2 separate regions of the Sus scrofa genome follow, and region 1 is linked to region 2. The links are chromatin contacts, called in public targeted proximity ligation maps. All regions are on one chromosome and are shown on one strand. The core of a region is the stretch at or near the end of the contact, and the rest is flanking DNA. Distances in the headings are between cores, read along the strand shown. Region 1 overlaps LOC102164129 (a long non-coding RNA gene). Region 2 overlaps GALM (galactose mutarotase).

Region 1 (4,223 bases), core at 1,651-4,150, 81 kb before region 2:
GGTCATAGCAACATATTTTTTAACTATGTTGAGAGTGTTTTATAACATGAAATCTAGTTTTAAAATGGTCTTAGAAGTTCCCATTGTAGCTCTGCGGGTTAAGGACCCAACATTTTCTCTGTGAAGATGCGGGTTCCATGCCTGGCATGGCCTAGTGGGTTAAGTAAGGATCCAGTGTTGTTGTAAGCTACAGCGTAGGCCACAGTTGCACGTCCAATTCGACCCCTGGCCCACGAAATTCCATGTGCTTTGGGTGCAGCCATAAAAATAAATAAATAAATAAATAAATAAATAAATAAAAATAAAATAAAATGGTATTAAACCTTTGAAAAGTGATGGGCTCAAGTTACACAATTATACAAAAATCAGTTGCATTCTGTACACCAACAACAAAATCCTGAAAAAGAAATAAAGAAAATAGTCTCAGGAGTTCCTGTTGTGGCTCAGCGGAAATGAATCTGACTAGTAACCAGGAGGACGCAGGTTTGATCCTTGACCTCGCTCAGTGGATTAAGTATTTGGAGTTGCCATGAGCTGTGGTGTAGATTGCAGATGCGGCTCTGATCCTGTATTGCCATGGCTGTGGTGTAGGCCAGTGGCTAAAGCTCCAATTAGACCCCTAGCCTGGGAACCTCCATGTGCCTTGGGTACAGCAAAAAAAAAAAAAAAAAAAAAAAAGTAGTCTCATTTCCAAAATCATCAAAATTAAAATTATCACTTAGTAATAAATTTAACCAAAGAGGTGAAAGATCTGTACACTGAAAAGAATCTGATGAAAAGAAATGGAAAAGACACAATTAAATGGAAAGGTATCCTGTGTTCATGGATAAGAAAAATTAATATTGTTAAAGTGTCCATACTACCCCAAGTTGTCTATCTATAGTTTGAATGCAATACCCATTAAAAGTTCAATGACACTTTTCACAGAAATAGAACAACTAATCTAAAATGTGTATGGAACAACAAAAGACCCCCCCAAAGGCTACAGCTATCATACAAAGAAAAATAAAGCTGGAGGCATCACAGTTTCTTGATTTCAAGCTGTATTATAAAGCTATAGTAATAAGGGTATGGTACCATCATAAAAGTAGACACATAAACCACTGGAACAGAACCAGGAGCTCCCTCCTCCCAAAATGCTTATGTGGTCAATAATTGACGAGGAAACCAAGAATACTCAATGGAGAAAGGATAGTCTCTTCAATAAAGGGTATTGGGAAAACTAGATAATCATGTGCAAAAGAGGGAAGTTTTCTATTTCTTTCCTATCTTACCACCACTCACAAAAACTAACTAAAAATGGATTAAAGGAGATCCTGCCATGGCACAATAGGTTAAGAATCTAACTGTAGCAGTTCTCATTGTGGCTCAGTGGGTTAAGAATTTGACATAGTTTCCGTGAGGATGTGGGTTCAATCCCTGGCTTTGCTCAGTAAGTTAAGGTTCCAGCATTGCTGCAAGCTCCACAGGTCACAGATATGGCTCATATCTGGCATTGCTGTGGCTGTGGTGTAGCCTCAGCTGCAGCTCCATTTCTACCCCTAGCCTGGTAACTTCCATATGCCGTATGTGGCCATAAAAAGAAAAAAAATTTAATTAAAAAAATTTTAAATGGATTAAAGACTTACAAGACAAGTCCTGAAACCATAAAACTCCTAGAAGAAAACATAAGGATAAAGCCCTTTAACACTGGTCTTGGCAGTGATTTTTTGGATATGACACCAAAAGCAGAAGCAGCAGAAGCAGAAATAAACTGATTGGGACTACATCAAACAAAAGTTTCTGCACAGCAAAAGAAACAATCAACAAAATGAAAAGGCAACTTATGAAATGGGAGAAAATATTAGCAAACCACCTATATAATGAGAGGTTAATATCCAAAATGTATAAGTAACAGATACAGCTCAATAGCAAAATATAGTTATAAATGAGCAGAGTAAATAAATAGACATTTCTCCAAAATTCTTCTCAAAAAGATGTGCAAATGACCAAACAGATACATGAAAAGATGCTCAACAATACTAGTCATCAGGGAAATCCAAATCAAAACCACAGTGAGTAAAAACTACCTGTTAGAATGATTATTCACGAAATGGCAAAAGATAACAAGGACAGACAAGAATTTGGAGGAAAGAGCCATTTGCAGCAACATGGATGGAACTAGAGACTCATACTAAGTGAAGTAAGTCAGAAAGAGAAAGACAAATACCATATGATGTCACTAATATCTGGAATCTAATATATAGCACAAATGAACCTTTCCACAGAAAAGAAACCCATGGACTTGGAGAACAGACTTGTGGTTACCAAGGGGGAGGGGGAGAAGGTGGGATGGACTGGGAACATGGAGTTAACAGATGCAAACTACTGCCTTTGGAATGGATGAGCAATGAGATCCTGCTGTATAGCACTGGGAACTATATCTAGTCCCTTGTGATGGAGCATGATGGAGGATAGTGCGAGAAAAAAAATGTATATATGTATGTGTGACTGGGTCACCTTGCTGTACAGTAGAAAACTGACAGAACACTGTAAACCAGCTATGACAGAAAAAAAAATCGTTTAAAAAAAAAGGTAGTGTCTGATATATTGAGAGTCTCACATACCAAGCTCTTTGTGAAACTCTTTACATATATTAACTCACATAATCCTTGCAGCAATCTTGGCAAGTAGATACTCTTATTATCCCATTTACCAATGAAGAAAGTGAGACTAGAAGGTTAAATAACTTGCCTAAACTTACACAGCTAGTAAAGATTGTTAGGATCAGGTTTTCTTATATTGTGAGTAATAGAAAGCCATTTGAGCTAAATTAAACTCCCCCTTCTACACAAAAAGGAAACTTAAGATCAGAGGGGTGTTACCAGGAACTTGAGAGTCAAGAAGTAACATCAGACACTGGATGGACACGAGTCAGGAAATGGAAATCTGTTAGAGGCAGTGCGAATGCCCAGAATTTACATGAGGTTACTTTTGTGGTTGGTTCATCTCTCTCTTTCTCTCTCTCTTCCTTTCTATCTTCCTCCCACAAGGTTTCTTACTTCATTCTCTGCATATCTTCCTCCTCTGTTTCAGTCTTTTCTGTGGTCTAGGCATTTTCTCTGCTTTTCCATATGTGCATGGCAAAATATAGTTGCTCCCCAGCTTGCAAGTTTTCTTGTTCTAAATCCAAGTGGTCACTATTCTAAATATTAGAAGAGAGAATCCATTTGATCTTGTCTCTTCCTCTGATCCAATCAAATATTCCATTCAGGCTGTAGCATAGTACAAACATGAGTGTAGGGCATACTTCTGGGGGACTTCTCAGAGGAGGCAGCTGTGGTCTGGTCAGACTTCCTAAAAGATACATTCCCCAGTGCTTGAGACCAGGTTAGAACCCTGGTCTTTCTGACTCAGAGCTAGAGTTCTTAACTACCATATTAACCCAAAAGAAGGAAACTGAATGCTTACTGGATTTCCATGTTGTTAAAATCATAGCAGATAATGTATTTGTGATGTTTTATTTAGTAAGTGGGATAGAGATTCATTATAATATTCTATACACTTTTGTATACCTAAAATTTTTCATAATTTAAAGACAAGGCATCATAAAACATTGAGATTTTAGGAAAATATTCAAAAGGCGAACAAGAACTTTAATTTTTAGCAATATGATAGCCTCGCAGTATGGAGTCCAGTGTAACTCTCCCAGTAAAGAACATCTAAAAATACTGGATAAACTACTTTTCTAAAAAAACGCAGAACAGTTTTTTTGTTTTGCTTTGTTTCATTTTTTGCTTTTTAGGGCTGCACTTGCAGCGTATGGAAGTTCCCAGGCTAGGGGTCAAATCAGAGCTACAGTTGCCAGCCTACGCCACAGCCACAGCAACGCCAGATCTGAGCCACATCTGCGACCTACACCACAGCTCACAGCAACACCGGATCCTTAACCCACTGAGCAAGGCCAGGGATTGAACCTACATCCTCATGGATCTTAGTAGGGTTTGTTACCACTGAGCCATGATGGGAACTCCCACAGAACAGTTTTTTAAATGCATAGTTGACCTGGCTAGGATAGAAAGGAAATTCAGGAGTTCCCATTGTGGCTCAGTGGTTGGCGAATCCGACTAGGAACCATGAGGTAGAGGGTTCGATCCCTGGCCTTGCTCAGTGGGTTAAGGATCCGGTGTTGCTGTGAGCTGTGGTATAGGTCGCAGACGTGGCTCAGATATGGTGTTGCTGTG
Region 2 (4,058 bases), core at 66-2,565:
TGGCATGCGAAAGTTTCTGGGCCAGGAATCAAACCCCGCCACAGCTCCACAGCTGTAACCAGAGCCACAGCAATGATAGTGCTGGATCCTTAACCCACTGAGCCATGAGGAAACTCCATAAGCCAGATATTCTTAGCCAGGGCAGGGTTCATACTTGTATATCTGGGAAGATGATGAAAGAACTTAAAGGGATTCATAAACTCCTGAAATTCTGTGTAAAACCTTGTGTGAGTTGGTTGCATCATCTTGGTCTACAGAGGGGTTTTCCAGTCTTTTTTCCTCTCTTGAGGTAACAATAGTTTATGGTTGCCTTATTATATATTATTGTATATAAGGATAGTCATCATTTTTGAGACTAGCAGTGGTATATTTTCTTCTTTGTAATCTTCAGGGTAGTTTAAAAATTTTTTTTCCTAATTTATCACCATTAAATTCCCTGAAGGGAGCTAGAAGTCTAGCTAGAGAAGGAAAATGGCAAACTAAGAAGAGTAACTTCTCCAAGGTCCTACCCGGAGGAGCTATAGCAGCCAAGACTCTGGGTCAGAAAACCAGCTTTTCTTTCTGCTTGATCAGATCAATGAAATTGTCTTGTAATACTCACCAGCCCTTGTTCAGTCAGGACTGCAGGCCTGGACATCAGTCTGTGGAGTGTGGGAGCAGGCAGGCATGCCGGCCGCTCTATAAGTGGGAAGCCAGAGCATGGTGTTCTATTTGAGTAACACTAAAAAAAGTAAAAACTGGTGATAATTGAATCTTATGGATTATTATTTACCCTGGAGCTGTTTCTTGTATGACAGACTCTCCCAGATGATGTTCAAGGAAGTTCAATACAGAAACTCCAAGGAACTCTCCTGGTAGCAATGAACCCCTCCAAGGGGATGCATTATTGAATCCCTCTCTACAAAATGGCCCCAAGAATGGCTTTATGAGGCTTCAGAATAACATCCAAAGCCACTCATGTTCCCTGCTAGAAAATATCACTGCTACAAGATTGGCAAGCGTGAGCCAGCATGGTGGGAATTTGGCAGGAAGAAAGCTCAGAAATTAGCACTTGGCTAGGTGTTGTATAATTCCTATGAAAATTCCAGACTAACATCAAGTAAGTTTGTCAGAAGGGGAGTTATTTTCTAGAACTCTCACTACCACCCTTGGAGAGCTGGTAGTTTAACACCCACCCTTCCCACACCCCAGGTCTGGACAGATGCCTGGCTCTGGTTCAAACCTGGTGCATAGCAATCCTTAGAGGTCGCCCCATTCTTAAGGGGATGAGAGATGACTGTGGGCTTTGCACCATGGGCCTGAGGCTGACTCAAGTCTCAGACCAGACTTGCTTTCAGTTCAGCTAGCATTTGTGGAACATCCACTGATTGCTAGGTGCTGCCTAAGGCACTGGCCATAGAAAGATGATCAAACACTGTCTGTGGCCTTGAAAAGCTTACAGGGAGTGGAGAATCTAGTGTAGTCAGGGCAGTGCTAGAATTATTGCCCTTGGGCCTAAGGGGAGCATAAAGGCAAGGATTTGAAGAGGCTTTCTTGAAAGCACCCTGAGCTTCAGGAAGCTTCTTAGTATCTGTGAGGATCTAGCCACAAGGAGAGTAAGAGTACTAAGCACAGAATGTGGGAGTGGAGTAGGCTATTAAGCCAAAAGCCACAGAGACAGTTGGGCAGAGTGGAGGCTAGGGTGAGACAAGGGAGGTGCAGCACTGGGGTGCAAAACTTAAGGCAGCACTCACTTTCAGGGTCCTGCAGGTACAGAGTCAGCCTCTGAGAGTGACTGTATCCTTAAATTTTGCACCCTAGCTCCTTGCTTGCCTCACCCTTGTCCCGGCTTTGTAGTTGAGTACAGTCATCATGGGCGTTCTGTGCCATCCTAAGGAGGAGCTAGGATTTTATCTTTAAATCATGGGAGACTTCGAAGCATTTTAAGCCAGGGAATTGACCTAGCGAGACTGGCATTTTACAAATACTAACCCAGCAACTGTTGTGGGTGGGGTTTGACTGGAGCCAGAGATGGATGAAGAGTCTATTTTAATAACCCGAGCAAGAGATGAGGAGGATCTAAATAAGATTTCAGATGGAAGAAATATAGTCTTATAATATTAAGAGGTAAAAACCAGGAGGCCTGAATTGAATATAGAAAATGAGGAAGCAGGAAGGCTGTGTGATGACGCCTAGGTTTCCAGGACAGCTTCTGGGCAGTAGGAATGGAGATAGTAAGTAGCAGGAATAGAGGAGGAGGAGGTGGGATGAGGGATGGGAGTGGATGGAGGAACTATGGATTTGGTCTCAGAGATATTTGAGATTAAGGTGCCTGTGGGGCATCCAGGTGAGGATGTCCAGTAAGCAGTCAGACAGATGGGTACAATGTTTGAGGAAAAATAAGAGTGAGAGTATATTGTAGATTAAGCCATGTGGATTTCCCAGAGAGGAACTGCAGATTGAGAAGAACAGTGGTCTGAGGGCTGAACCCAGGGGAATCTGAGGAAACCCCCCACCAATATTTAAGGTGCAAGAGAGGTTCACAATAAAGATGTCAAGTCAAGTTCCCCTTGTGGCTCAGCGGTAAAAATACCAACTAGTATCCACAAGGATCTGGGTTCAATCCCTGGCCATGCTCAGTGGGTTGTTGTTTCCTTGAGCTGCACTGTATGTTGCAGACAAGGTTCTGATCTGGCATAGCTGTGGCTGTGGTGTAGGCCGGCAGCTGTAGCTCCAATTCGACCCCTAGCCTGGGACCTTCCATATGCCGTGGGTTCAGCCCTAAAAAGACATACATACATACATACATACATACATACATACATACATACAGGTGTCAAGTCAGATGGGCAGAGGAAGAAAGCAAACAAGGAGAGAAAGTGTCTGAAAGTCTTGGAGTGACCGGCTGTGTCAGCATTCCAGATAGGTCCAGCCCAGGCAACCTGGGAAGCATGCCTGTAGTGGTTGTAGTGGCTGTCATTGCGGGCCCATTTTAGAGTGTGACGGTAGAATCCAGACTGTGGCAGTTGGGGGAGTAAACTGGAAGTGAGGCAAGAGGATCAGGGACAATAAGCCAATGAGTGGTTCCCAGCTAAGGCAACTTTTTTTTTTTTTTCCTGGATGCACCTGCACCCATGACATATGGAAGTTCTGGGGCCAAGGACTGAATCCTAGCTACAGCTGCAGCTCTGCCACCGCTGCAGCAACACTGTATTCTTAACCCACTTTGCCTCAGCAGAAACTCCCAGGGAACTACTGAATATGGAGTCCTGGGCCCACTCTAGAGATTCCCATTCATTTACTGCAATGTGGAGCAAGGGAATCTGAACTTATAAAAGCTACCTAAGTGAGCTTAAGAAGCCACTGGTGTTGAATCTGCTTTCTAAAAGCTCTGAAAGGAAGAAGAGGGTGCCTCCATCGGGTGGAGATGCAGGGTCAAGGAAAAGGTTTCTTTAGTGGGGGAGGAGCTGGTTGAGGACAAGTGAAATGTTTGTCAGGTGGTGCCAAGAATCTAGGTGAGGACTGAGACTGTGAATTTGTGGTGGTCTCACTTGGTGCTTTTGGAGGGTTTTCTCCAGTTTCTCTCAGCATCATGGAGTCAAGAGCAGAGAAAGTGGTTTGTGGGATGATCTCAAGTTGGATTTTGTCTGGAAGGAGGGGAGGAGAGGACAGGCTTCAAGGCAGGTCAGTAAGGGTGTTACTAACCAAGTGGCTCAGGTCATAGGCAGTGGATGTGATAAAGGATGTAATAAAGGAGCAGGTAATAAAGGATGTGAGGGCCTTGATGGACGCCTCAGGGACCAGGCACCATGGTGGCACTCAGGAGAGCAGGTCTAGTGGGAAGGCTAGGAGGCTGCAGACAGTGGCAGCAAATGCCTGGATACCATCTTGTTGGGAGCCTATGATGGAAAGATTCTCTGCGTGAAAATGCCTCCTGTGGGCCCAACAGTGAAGGGTAAAGTTGCTTCTCACCTGAAAACATCATGTAACAGTGTTTTAGCATTTTATGCCTCAGATGGCATGTAATATCCAGAAGCAGTGCTGTCCCCCCGCCCCCCCCTGTAAGTAAAATCAAAAAG

The links.
Region 1: a targeted proximity ligation map of alveolar macrophages shows a contact between it and region 2. A contact is called at or near these places in 2 of 47 Hi-C or Micro-C datasets (embryonic fibroblasts and skeletal muscle) and 1 of 2 datasets of targeted methods (alveolar macrophages).

The regions. Positions count from the first base shown.
Region 1 is chr3:101,724,843-101,729,065 of Sscrofa11.1, reverse strand. The region is part of intron 4 of LOC102164129 (a long non-coding RNA gene); the gene reads left to right. Among named protein-coding and RNA genes, the nearest start is that of HNRNPLL, 26 kb to the left of the region's middle.
Region 2 is chr3:101,642,703-101,646,760 of Sscrofa11.1, reverse strand. The region is part of intron 4 of GALM (galactose mutarotase); the gene reads left to right. Among named protein-coding and RNA genes, the nearest start is that of GALM, 38 kb to the left of the region's middle.